Linked DNA regions of Mus musculus: region 1 is linked to region 2. A link is a contact called in public promoter capture Hi-C data. All regions are on one chromosome and are shown on one strand. Each heading gives the region's core, a stretch centred on a gene start, on an enhancer-like site or on the middle of the called end of the contact. The rest is flanking DNA. Distances are from core to core; before and after follow the strand shown. Region 1 has its middle 22 kb from the start of Spred2. Region 2 holds the start of Wdr92 (WD repeat domain 92).

Evidence for each region. Promoter capture Hi-C pulls out the DNA fragments that hold promoters and counts their contacts.
Region 1: a promoter capture Hi-C map of hippocampal neurons shows a contact between it and region 2, with 10 times the contacts expected there. The contact joins the enhancer-like site here to the promoter of Wdr92 in region 2. A contact is called at or near these places in 4 of 39 promoter capture datasets (cranial neural crest, embryonic stem cells, hippocampal neurons and 1 more) and 6 of 115 datasets of contacts at active chromatin or transcription factors (the NIH/3T3 cell line, acute myeloid leukemia, embryonic stem cells and 2 more).

What each region holds. Positions count from the first base shown.
Region 1 is chr11:19,898,936-19,905,098 of GRCm38.p6, reverse strand. No RefSeq gene overlaps it. Among named protein-coding and RNA genes, the nearest start is that of Spred2, 22 kb to the left of the region's middle. Within about 2 kb of position 4,193, at least 8 of the 459 cell types and tissues checked have an H3K27ac peak or open chromatin away from gene starts, as enhancers often do. A contact at or near this core is called in hippocampal neurons, where this site is marked.
Region 2 is chr11:17,208,714-17,214,931 of GRCm38.p6, reverse strand. Wdr92 (WD repeat domain 92) reads right to left here and starts at 3,039. Exons shown (of 8, transcript NM_178909.4): 1 at 2,786-3,039. The coding sequence starts at 2,968. It overlaps Pno1 (partner of NOB1 homolog), which reads left to right and starts at 3,343. Exons shown (of 7, transcript NM_025443.2): 1 at 3,343-3,619; 2 at 3,795-3,944; 3 at 5,538-5,621; 4 at 5,795-5,855; 5 at 6,026-6,143. The coding sequence starts at 3,425.

The DNA of each region.
Region 1 (6,163 bases), core at 2,944-5,443, 2.7 Mb before region 2:
CCTCTCAAGTTGTGAACCACAATGATTTGAGTTTTTGTTCTTTTGAAATAAGGACACATGAACTCCATGCTGGCCTCAAACTCACTATGTACCAAGAAAGACCTTGAACTCCTGGCCCTCCTACCTATAACTCCTGACTGCTGAGACTATAGCTATGAGCCACCAAGCCAGACTTGTCTGTTTTCATAATAAAAATACTCAAAAAAGGAACTACTAGAATTTCAGTTTTACAAGAAGGAAGCTGAAGCTCAGATGTTGAGGAGCAGACAGTACCATCGGTAATGGATCTATCCAAGACCTAAGCCCACATGGTCTGGCATGAGAGCTCTGGACTCTGAATCACTGTAATGCAGGCCTGACACAGGGGCGCCAGCTGGTCTCAGGAGAGCAGGGTGAAGGAGTACATTTTTGGCTATTTTATTGGGTTCTTATTCCTATCACCCTTCCAACCCTTATTCCACCCCAGTTCCTTACAACCCCCTAACACTAGGTTGGAGAGAAAGAAGGTTAGAAGGAACAGGGGGTATAGACGTCCTTAGACTACTTCCTGCTGATTAGGAGCGTTGGGTTTCTAGGGCAAGTCAGAATATCCAACAACCCAGAAAATGCAACAGCAAGCCAGCAAGAACCAGCCTCTGGAGCCCAGCAGGGATGCAGCCGCTGCCACAGGCCCTCTGAGGGGCTTACATTTATACCCTCTCCTGAGTCCCCAGAATGAAATATCTGCAACCGTCAAAAATCACCTTCCCTCCCAGCACAAAACAATCACAGTTAGCAGTTGTAGACAATCTGAAGGAGCCCCATATCCCACACCTGGGATTAAAACAATAACATAATCACATAACATATCTGGGTTTTTAAAGAAGCCAAAATTCTCACTACAGCTGGGAGAGTATTGTAGCTGGACCTTGGAAAAGGAAGAGTTCACTGGAAGATAAGAAGGGCGAAGCTTGGCACTCGAGGCCATGGGTACTAGGCATGAGAAACAGATGCTACAGCACGGCATCATGAGCCCACGTGGTTGAGGAAGCAGCTTCCCTAGAGAATGCACTCACTCTCCAGTATCTCCTCTGGCCTGCACATAGCATCAGTCCGCGAGGCTGAAGATGTGTGGAGCCTTTCATTACATGCACTCGTTTGGAGTTTAACTTGGTGGCAGATGGACCACTGAAGTGTTTTTGAGCATGAGAGAGAATGACCACATTTGCATTTTAGGTCAATTTTTTAAATTATATTTTATTTTAAAACGAGATGTTCCATGCACATTGTACAATCGTTGAAAACTGAAAGATCCCCCTCCTGCCAGCTTTTTATTTTTTATTTTTTAAAATTTTGTTTGAGACAAAGTCTCACTATGTAACTCTGACTTGTCCTGGAACTCACTCTGTAGACCAGGAGGGCCTCAAACTCACAGAGATCCCCCTGCCTCTGCTTCCTGACTGCTGGCATTAAAGGTGTGCACCACTCTGCCTGGCCCTCCTGTTGGCTTTCAATCATCATCCCCCTGCCCTTGGAACACTTGCTGTTTTCAGTTAGAAAGGTAAACTTTGCCAAGTGTTACAGCACAAGCCTAGAATCCCAACATTTGGGAGATTGAGGCAGGAGGATCAGAAATTGAAGGTCATCAATCAGCTTACAGGAGAAAGCATTTATTTAGCTCGCAGTTCCAAATTACAGTCTGTCATTATCAGGGCATCACAGCATAGGGTCCTGAAGCAACTGGTCACACTAGGTCTGCAATCAGAGGAAGGAAACAATGAATGTATGCATGCTAATGCTCAGCTTGCTTTCTTCACCCTTATGTAATTCAGGATCTACTTCCTAAAGAATGGTGCCACCCACAGTGGGCAATTTTCTCACCACAGTTACTGTAATCAAGATAATCCCTAACAGACATGCTCAGAGGCATATTCCACAGGGCATATGTTCCATTCTTTGTAGCTTATTTTTGAACTCAAGATGAAGAGATGGGATTGTAGGAATTATGGCCTTTCTAAGCTGAGCTGACTTTTCCCAACAGTTAGATCATGGGTAACCAACTTCCCAACAGCATCCATCCAGGAATTTTGGAACATGCAGACTTACATACACTTCATACTCTATTCCAAAGATAAGCATGATTTCTTATAAGCAACACAAGTTACCAGGAATAAGAAGGAAGCTCCATATGGTAGCCTATACTTGTAATCAAAGCACTCTGGAGGCTGAGACAGGAGGATTACACAAGTTTGAGACAACCTTGGGCTATATATCAAGTACCAAGCTACTTAGAACTATATAGTAAGGCTCCATTTTAGCTGGGGTTATTGGTATATGCTGGAATACTAATACATGGGGGGCAGAGTTAGGAAGATTGTTGCAAGTTTGAGGTCAGCTTGGTTAACATAACAAATTCCAGGCAAGCCAGGGCTACATAGGAAGACCCTATCTTTTTTTTTTTTTCTTTTTTTTTTTGTCTCCAAATTTTAAATAAATATTTAAAATAAAGAAACAAAAAAAGGAAAGAGGTGACATATTTCTTTCCAAATAGTTTTAACCTTTATTTTAATTTTATCTTCTACTTGCCTGTATGTCTGCATACTATGTGTGTGCAGAGCCAGAGGAGTCCAGAAGAAGGCACTGGAACCCCTAGGACTGGAGTTAAAGAGGTGCTGAGAATCAACCCTGGGGCCTCTGCAAGAGCAACAAATGCTCTTAACTGCTAAGCCATCTCTCCAACCCCAAGATATAGCTCTTCATGGTCTTTTCTTTCTTTCTTTCTTTTTTTAAGAATTATTTATTTATTATATGTAAGTACACTGTAGCTGTCTTCAGACACTCCAGAAGAGGGAGTCAGATCTTGTTACTGATGGTTGCTGGGGATTGAACTCAGGACCTCTCGAAGAGCAGTCAGTGCTCTTAACCTCTGAGCCATCTCTCCAGCCCCTTGACTCAAACTGGCTATGTGGCTGAGAGTGCCCTCAGCCTTCGGTTTCGACTGCCTTCCCTCCCCCCATTCTGGGGGAGGAGGCTGGGATTATAGTCTGTACCACCAGCTCAGTCTTACAGGATACGGATGCTTGAATGCACAGCTCTCTATCATGTTAGGAAAGCACACTGCTGACCTAGCTAATCCCTAGGTCTTTCCTTATGTTCTTAATGGTTGCTTCTTGCCTCCTAATGTTTCTGGAAGGGACTTGACTGACTTCTTGGGCAAAAGCTTCTGTTAGTTTCTACCATAGTGGGAGCAGGAAGTGGTGTGTTGTTCCTTAAGTTAAACATAACAAATCAGAGTAAGAGAGGAACACCTGAGACTGCAACAACCCCTATGGTTCTTGTGTTCTCTAGGCATTCCAGCGCAAGCACCTACGTTGTGGCACCAATGTCTGCAGTGCAGCCATCTCACAGGAGATCCTGCAGCCGCCTTTGCATCCGTACTTACTCTCTAGTCCACACTCCATCAGCTTCATGTTCCTTCATTTCCTGCTTAACGCTAATCCTGCTATCGCCAGGAAAATCCCATTCCAGGTTTTCAATGTTTCAAGCCATCCCCCTCTAACCACTCCCTCTGTGTCAGGGTCTCCTCTCTCCTCTTGTATTTAAGGCTGTCCTCAAACTCACTATGTAGCCCCAGACTGGCCTTGAACACAGTCCTCCTGTCTTGCTTTCTCAAGTGGCATGTGCCACTTTCCCACCCCCACCCCACTTCATTTCTTTTTTCTATCTTCAACTTTTTCCTTTATCACACACCGTTCACTGCTGGCCATCAAATTTGTTTCATCCTAAAAAGCAATTCCGTACTTGCCTATGTATTTCCCTCTAAATTCCGCATACGGGGCTGTCCGTGGGAAACTAAAAGAGGAGAAAGGACTCCTATAGAATAGTGGTTTCTGAGCAATAAAGCTAACTGAGAAAGGGGATGTGGAGGTTTTGGCAATGACTCTGGGTAAAGAGCTTGCTCTGCACGCATGAAGACCTGAGTTCAAATCTCTAATGCCCACAATAAAAGCTGGGCCAGGCAGCATGTGTTGCCATCCTAGCACTATTGGATCAGAGGCAGGCAGATCCCTGACGCTTACTGGCCAGCCAGCCCACCCAAATCAGTGAGCCCCAGATTCAGCAAGAGACTCTGCCTCAAAAACTAAGGCAGATGGGCTGGAGAGAGAGCTCAGTGGGAAAGAGCGCCTGCTGTGCAGAGTTTGGATCCTAACACCCGTGGGAAAAGCAGGGCATGGCTATAAGTGACTGTCATCCAGTTCCATGGGGGAGAGAGACAGGAGGAGCATTGCGGCAGGCCAGCAACCTATCCAGGTTCAGTGACAAACTTGTCTCTAGAAGGTAAGCCTGAAAGGGAGGGTACCCACCATCCTTCTCTGGCTCCTAATACCTCTCCTCTCCTTCCCTCCCTCCCTTATTTGCTCTTTCTCTCCTTCTCCACTGCCCCAACCCCCTGCAAGACACAGACTCACACAACAAACTTCCTATTTTTCTCTCCCCACATAGCTACACACACACACACACACACACACACACACACACACACACTGAAGGATATCAGATAGCAATGTGACGTGAATCAGGTAAACACGTAGGCGAGGATGGAATAATGAATGAAGAAAGGAGATTTAGTAAGTGAGTTGAGGACGTTTATTGGTCCATGTATAAAGTGAATAAAATGAATAGCGGCTGCCCATGTTATTGAGTAACGACATAAACTGCAGTTAAAAACACAAGAGAGGTTAGGTTTGGTTGGGAGCAGTTCTAGACCAGCCTGGGCTGTTGAGTGAAACCACATCTCAAACAAAGCAAACAAACAAACTCCACAAACCTCAGAACAAGTTTCCCTTTACCCCCTTGTCACCCCACTTGGTCCTCCTCAGCCACTGGGCAGATTGTCTATGGATTGGTGATGAGAGTTGATGGCAGATTAAGACAGACAGACAGACAGACAGACACACACACACACACACACACACACACACACACACACACACACACACAGGTAAAGCTGCCTGGAATATCCCTCTATACAGGGTGGGCCCGGGGATGGGAGAGCTTTGGAGCATGGCTTGCTGCCAGTCTTGAGGACTCTCGGCTTAAGAAGGTCCTAGACTCCCCTTCCTTTTCCTCTGGTGCAACACTGCTCGTGAAAATGCACTTCTCACATCTACTTTCCCTGAGTTTCTCTACACTGAAGTCTTCTCATTCAGTGTAGAGTTGTGCTCCTGACACTCGAAGCAAAGCAGATGGTTTTCCCTCCCCATAAGCAGGCAGCCATCTGGTGAGGGGGCATTTGGCTCAGGCTTGGGGAAGGAAGCAAGCCACCCAAGAATTCTACCTTATGCTCAAAATGCCATCATCCGTGATCATAACTAATGTTTATTGAGCACTTACTATGTGCCAGGCCCTGTTCTAAGTGCATCACATGTATCACAGTAATTCACTCACCATGAGACATAAGACTATTAATAGCAAAACCGTTAGGGACGGGAGAAACTAGGCACTGAAAGGTTAATTACTGGCTTAGGATATAGTTCAGTGGTAGAGCATGTGCCTATCTCACAGGAGACTTTGAGTTCAAGTCATAGCACAAGGAGAGAGACATGCACAGACAGAAACAGAAACAGAGAGAAACACACGAGAGAGAGAGAGAGAGAGAGAGAGAGAGAGAGAGAACCTGAATGATTGCATGATTGCTTTGTTGAGTTTAAGCAGAGGCAGGATGACTGCTGGTATTTCAGAGCCATCCTGGTCTACATAGTCTCAAGCAGCCAGTACTACATAGTAAGACCCTGCTTCAGAACATCAAACCAAAGGAAACAAACAAAGAGGTTAAATTACTTTCTCTCTGTGTTAAGTAGGGGTGAAAGCAGGGTCTGAACTCAGGCACCCTTGCTCTGAGGCTCAGAACGAGACTCACAACATGTAAGTTCCTGGTATTTAGACACAGCCCCGAGGATCTCTCTGTGTCTCTACCTCTCTCTCTGCTCTCTTTTTCACTCTGTGTTTGCTCACACATAGCCACCTATGCTATCTACATTGAGCAGCTGATAGGAAAATCTATTTGAGTCATTCACAGTTGTCTTAGTTAGGGTTTTACTGCTGAGAACAGACACCATGATCAAGGCAACTATTATAAGGACAACATTTAATTGGGGCTGGCTTACAGGTTCAGAGGTTCAGT
Region 2 (6,218 bases), core at 1,790-4,289:
AGTGCCCAACCTTCTTCCCTTTGTTTCCATCCACTTCTTTAGCAATAAGATAAAGCACAACATGGGCAGTAGCTGATCTGCTCCTTGTATATATTTTCTTGGGTGCATAGGGTTTGGAGCAAGCCTTTGAGACAGGGTTTCTCTGTGTAGCCCTGGCTGTCCTGGACTCACTCTGTACACCAGGCTGGCCTCGAACTCAGAAATCCACCTGCCTCTGCCTCCCGAGTACTGGGATTAAAGGCGTCTGCCAACATGTGTTTTGTTTTCAAGACAGGGTTTCTCTGTATAGCCCTGGCTGTCCTGGAACTCACTCTGTACACCAGGCTGGCCTCGAACTCAGAAATCCACCTGCCTCTGCCTCCCAAGTGCTGGGATTAAAGGTGAGCGCTACCACGCCTGGCTGGAGCAAGTCTTGATGTAATCCATTATAACTATAAGTATTCCACCTGGCCCAACAGTTCTTAACTCTGGTACCCACTAAAATCAATTAGCAGAAGACCACATTTCTACAGAACAATGCATGGGTATTTTAAATCTTGTATATAACCATCATTAGCAACCAAACACAAGAACAAACCTTGATGCAGTGAGAACCAGTGATTATCGATTTAACCCACATGCTTTTCTATTGAAGCCCAAACAAATACCACATGAAATTCTGAGAGGTGCTTTGTTTCTAATATTTTACTTGGATTTTGGAGCACAGTACCTCGATGGTAGCGTCAGTAATTACTCGTGGGATGGAGAGGAAGTAGACCTTCGAAGTTGTTGCCCCCGTGGTTCAGATTACGTATTACAATTTCTTTTGTAGCCCTAGTTACATTTCCTACATGCTCTTTTAGAAACACATATTACTTTCACTAAGAATAAATAAATGAATAAATAAAACTTTGCTAGGATTCTTCAGAAATTAGAAGAGATGAAAACCATTTCACTTCAAATAACTATTACTAAACAGAATTAAAAAATTGTAATTCTTGGGAAAGCAAAAGACCACAAGCCTATTCAAGCTTTCTGGCTGAGGGCTGACTGGCATTTGCTCCTCACGTTTCACTTTAAAGTTTCTGTTAGGCCAATGTCTCCCGTGTTCAGAGTCCTTACCCCACACACTGACTGGCAATCCCTCCACCAGTATTTAAAACTGAGTTCCAAGTTCATTCAGACTCCATTCTTTTAATAAATGTGTACTGAGTGGCTGGTCCTTACAAAGAACAGGAGAAGACCCTGCCCTTGCTCTCCAGCTTACTATCTAGAAATGAGACAGACTGTTTACTTCTGGCACAGATGGTCAGTATTATAGGAGTGGAATGTACTGAAAGGTTCCTTGAGCAGAGATCAGAAGGGGCTTCCTAAATCAGATAATCTGAACTGGCCACTGGACCAGCAACAGATGAAGGACATAAGGCAAGGCAGGAAGGATCAATCTATGTTTAGAATCTCCAAGTCCAATACCTGGCTATAGAGTAGGAACTAAACCGGAAAACAGGCTCTCAGCAAAGTTCAGGGAAGGACTGTGCTCCACATACCTTGCCCTGCAAGCTTATCTATCCTCTACCTTCCCTAACCTCTTATCAGCTCTCAACACCTCCGTGTGGCTGCAATTTGTTCCATTCAACTCAAATAGAAACATTTTAAATACTGTAACGAACTATAAAACTGTTACTTTGCCACAACTCAGCACTGTGGCAGGAGACCTGAACCCCAGCCCATTGAGAGCCTTGTTTGAGGATTATCAGTTTGAGGCCAGCTGAGTAACATAGAAAACACACACACACACACACACAAAAGGAAGAAAGGAAGGGAGGGAAGGAGGGATAAAGAAAATGTCAATTATTGTCCCCATTCTGTAATTGGCTCACTGGCAGCTGGATACGAAACCTGTAATCTAGTCTTGCATTATCCGCCTAAAAGTCCTTCAGTGGTGTCCTGTTTTCCTTAAAGCAAAATGAAGGACAAATCTGTGGAATGTCTTACATATCTTGCAATGGTCATTACTTATCCCTTATGAATGTGTATTTTATTTTATTTTACGGGGGTTGTGGTTGTTGCAGATAGGGTTTCAAACTGAAATTCTCCTGCTGTTTTCTCTTGATTGCCGTGAGTAAAGGTGTGCAACACCACTTCTAGCTCGTGTTTTTCTTTTTTAAAAAGATAATAAACTACCTTCCACCATTATCACTGAGCTTTCTCACATGCTGTTTTTTGTAAGAAACTTCATACTCTACTCTAAATTTGCTTTAGTTAGTTTCTACTCGTCCTGCATCTGTTTTTACTTTTATAGACCTGCACATTAGAAAACTCATCTTGATGAGTTTACATGTATGTATGCATTCTTGGTCTGGCTGTTGGACTGTCTCCCCCAACAGAAAATAAACTCCATGATATAGCTGGCATTGCAATTCCCATGCCTGGGACTATCAGGCATTGAACTGACACTTCTTGAAAGGATGTGGTATTTACTAGTTCGTCATCAACTTTGTTGTAGGTATCCCGGTGCCTCCTTTGGTTTTGCTTGTATGAAATGTGGGTTTATTGCATATATCTACTAGTAGACTACGACAACTGCTAACAGCCTATAAGGTCCAAGAACGTTGCCACGAAATGTTAACTTCACTTCCCAGAAACCTTGCAACGGACTGCACGGAGGATGGTGGGAGGAAGAGGCTGCAGTGAGAGCCTAGTTTGAAGTATTTCTCAATCTGTCACCTCCTTTCTGTTTCTGCTGGAGCATTGAGGAATCAGACCCTAGATCACGCAAACCCAAACGGTCCAAGCCTGCACCCACCTCCCGCAGCAGCTTGAGGTCCCCGCGCTGGATCTCGTACACCTGGATAACGCCGGTGCCCCGGGCAAAGTTGCCCATCGTCACGAATTTGGCACTGCAGGGCACCCATTTGCTGTCGAACACTGTGTAGTTGAGGCCCTTTTGAATGTGGACAATGATCTGAGGCTTCTCGAAGGTGGACATGGTGTAGATGCAACCAAACGCTAACTTGGTAACCAGACTGCAAACAGATCAGGGGCAGTTTGTCCCTCCCTAGCCGCATTCTACCCGGAAGCCTTAGCAAGTTGGGCTTGGATGCCTCCGAAAATGCCGTGTGAGCTACTGAGACCGCAACAGATGCTTCTCCACACATGGCACAAGCTAATTTACTGCCGTTACCACAACGACTTTACATAGACACAGTAAAGACTGTGAATGCTTCGGCTGCGAGCGTATGAGGGCACGGAGACATTAGCAAACAGGCATATCCCAGGACAGCAATTCCGAAACGCGGACCAATCCAGCCTTAGGCCCCTGGCATGGACCCCGCCTAGGAAAAGGGGTGGTGTCTTCAAATCGATTGGTGGAGGCTGGCGCATGCGCTGTACAACCACGCACGTGTTCCTCTAGTCGTACTTGCCGGGATTGATCTTGGCCGAGATGGAGACGCAAAGCACCGGAACGGAGGACGGCTTTACTCCCGTCACGCACAGAGGGGGCCGCCGGGCGAAGAAACGACAGGCTGAGCAGTCGTCAGCGGCGGGACAGGATGGAGAAGCCGGACGCATGGACACGGAGGAGGCGCGGCCGGCGAAGAGGCCGGTCTTCCCGCCGCTCTCCGGGGATCAGCTCCTGGTGGGGATCAGGACGGGACGGGACGGGGCGGGGCGGGGCCCGGGCGTCCAGGTGAAAGGGTCGGTTCTCGGTTTTGTTTTGTTTTGTTGTTTTGGGGGGTTTGTTTGTTTGTTTGTTTTTTCGCCTAGGCCCGCATCTCTCAGTCGCCTCCTGAGTGTGTATGTTTTTATTGCAGACTGGGAAAGAAGAAACGAGGAAAATTCCCGTCCCAGGTAACAGATACACACCGTTGAAAGAAAACTGGATGAAGATATTTACTCCGATTGTAGAACATTTGGGACTTCAGATACGCTTTAACCTGAAATCAAGGAATGTAGAAATCAGGGTAAGGAAGAGGGTAGCCATTTCGTAGCCTACCATTTCGTAGTTTCAGCCTTAATAAAAGTAGACAATGATACACGGTAGTGCCTAAACAAGTGGTAATTGTAGGTACTTTCTTCAGTGTAAGTGCTCTTTTTGGAGGAAACGTGTGCCACTTAGAAAAAAATGTAAATTAATTCCTTTATTTTTTTTTCAGTAGATCTTCGGTGTCAGTGCCAAATTAATTTTCCCATATCACAATGCTTTTATTATGGTATTCTAGCCTCCTCGGCATTCCTAAGGGATAAAGGCCAGACACTTGACTAAGCCTGCCTTTCAAGTAGGAGACCCAGTTGTGTTTGTTTCCCTTTTTTTTGTTTTTTTTTGTTTTTGGTTTTTTTTTCCCCTGCCAGTATCTTTGGTGGCTCTGGTCTCTGGAGAAGGCCACTTTCTCTGCTGTCTTCTTACTTCAGTTCCAGTCAGCTTTCAAGAGAACTCAAGCTCTCTTCAGAAGTTTATACATTTCTGTTCTACTTTAGCTGCCTTGTTTACTGCAGGGTCATTGGTTTGTGTTCTTAGTATTTGCTGATACCATATATCAGATGCACAGTGATAGCTTAACGTATACCACATCATTTGTTCCTTAAGGTATGACATAGATGATATACACCCATAGACATGAGAGTGCTGGAGGATTAGGCAGGGGTGAGAAAACTTAAATCCTAGATGTTCATGGGACTTGCCGAGAGTCATACATAGGGTGAGAGCCAGAGTCTGGGGCTTTGTGGCTTTGTTCTTGTTTTATTTTTGTTTTCTTTCTTTCTTTTTCTTTCTTTCTTTCTTTCTTTCTTTTTTCTTTCTTTCTTCCTTTCTTTTTTTTTTCTTTGAGACTAGGCTTCACTCTGTAGCTCTAGCTAGCCTGGAACTTGGAGAGATCTGAAGGGTATGGGACCTAAAGGCATGTGCTGCCATGCCCTGCTGGGGTCTGGTTTTGGGTGTGAAAATCTGAACACACTTCTGTATGCTTCTAAATTTGTCAAATGTGTAATCTCTTCAAATGGACTGTGTGGGAGACCCAAAGGGATATTTTAGAAATTAGATTTGTGTTTGATTTTTTTTAGTGCCTTAATTTCCTCATTTGTTTACACTATATAATACTCAAGTTGTCAGAGTGAAGCTTAGAGCTAGATGTGTACAGCATATTATTATTACGGTGATGGGCATTCTATGAATAACAGTAGTTTCTGCAGTTCAAGTGATTACTTGTAGATAAGATTCCTACTTAAACTATTCTGATTTCCTCAGTACCAGGCATGTAAGTATTCCGAACTAGACTTGTTGATTTGGGAAACAACAGCATCGAAATGATCCTTTATGGCACAACATGTCCGGCCTGTTGAGGAGAGGCTGCCTTGAGAGTGTGCATAGAACTGCCCAGCTTTGGAGTGGGAGTAGTCTCTGGTACAAATTAAAGAGAGTGCTTTATCCCATATAAACGGGGTCTTACAATACTGGGTGAGGTTGGTTGATGGTAAAGGAAATTATAATAGAAATAATATTTCTAGTATTTGTTAGAATGCTCTCCTTTTCATCACCTCCATATCTCCACTTTTTCCAGACTTGTAAAGACACCAAGGATGTCAGTGCCCTGACAAAAGCGGCCGACTTTGTGAAAGCCTTTGTTCTTGGCTTTCAGGTGGAGGTGAGTGATCTCATGAGACTTCCAGATACTCAGTGTGGACATTTCAATGGTTGGGTCATTTTCCAGACTTTTCGTCTTTTCTTTGTAGCATCTGAGAAGTTCAGTTTTGAAATGCTATCCTTGTTTCTGCCGGGTGTGGACCTGAAAAGGCCTTCATTCCTTTTGTCTTGTAGGATGCACTTGCCCTTATCCGACTAGATGACCTCTTCCTAGAGTCTTTTGAAATAACTGATGGTGAGAACATGTGTGAACAGTCAGCCTTTGTGTTTCTCATTGCATTGTGTTGTGATTGTTGTCTGACAGCTTCAATTGAGCTGTATTACTAATACTTCAGAAAATGTATATTTAGTGTGGCTTAGTAGGAAAAGTTAGTAGCCACCTGATGGCGTGTCTTTCTTCTTTAGTTAAGCCCCTAAAAGGAGACCACCTGTCAAGGGCAATAGGAAGAATTGCTGGCAAAGGAGGAAAAACCAAATTTACCATAGAGAACGTAACACGGACACGGATTGTCCTGGCAGATGTGTAAGTATCTGTTCTTAGGGAAATGACATAATTTATATTTGATCTTATTAGTTTCAGAAAGGTCATAGCTGTTGT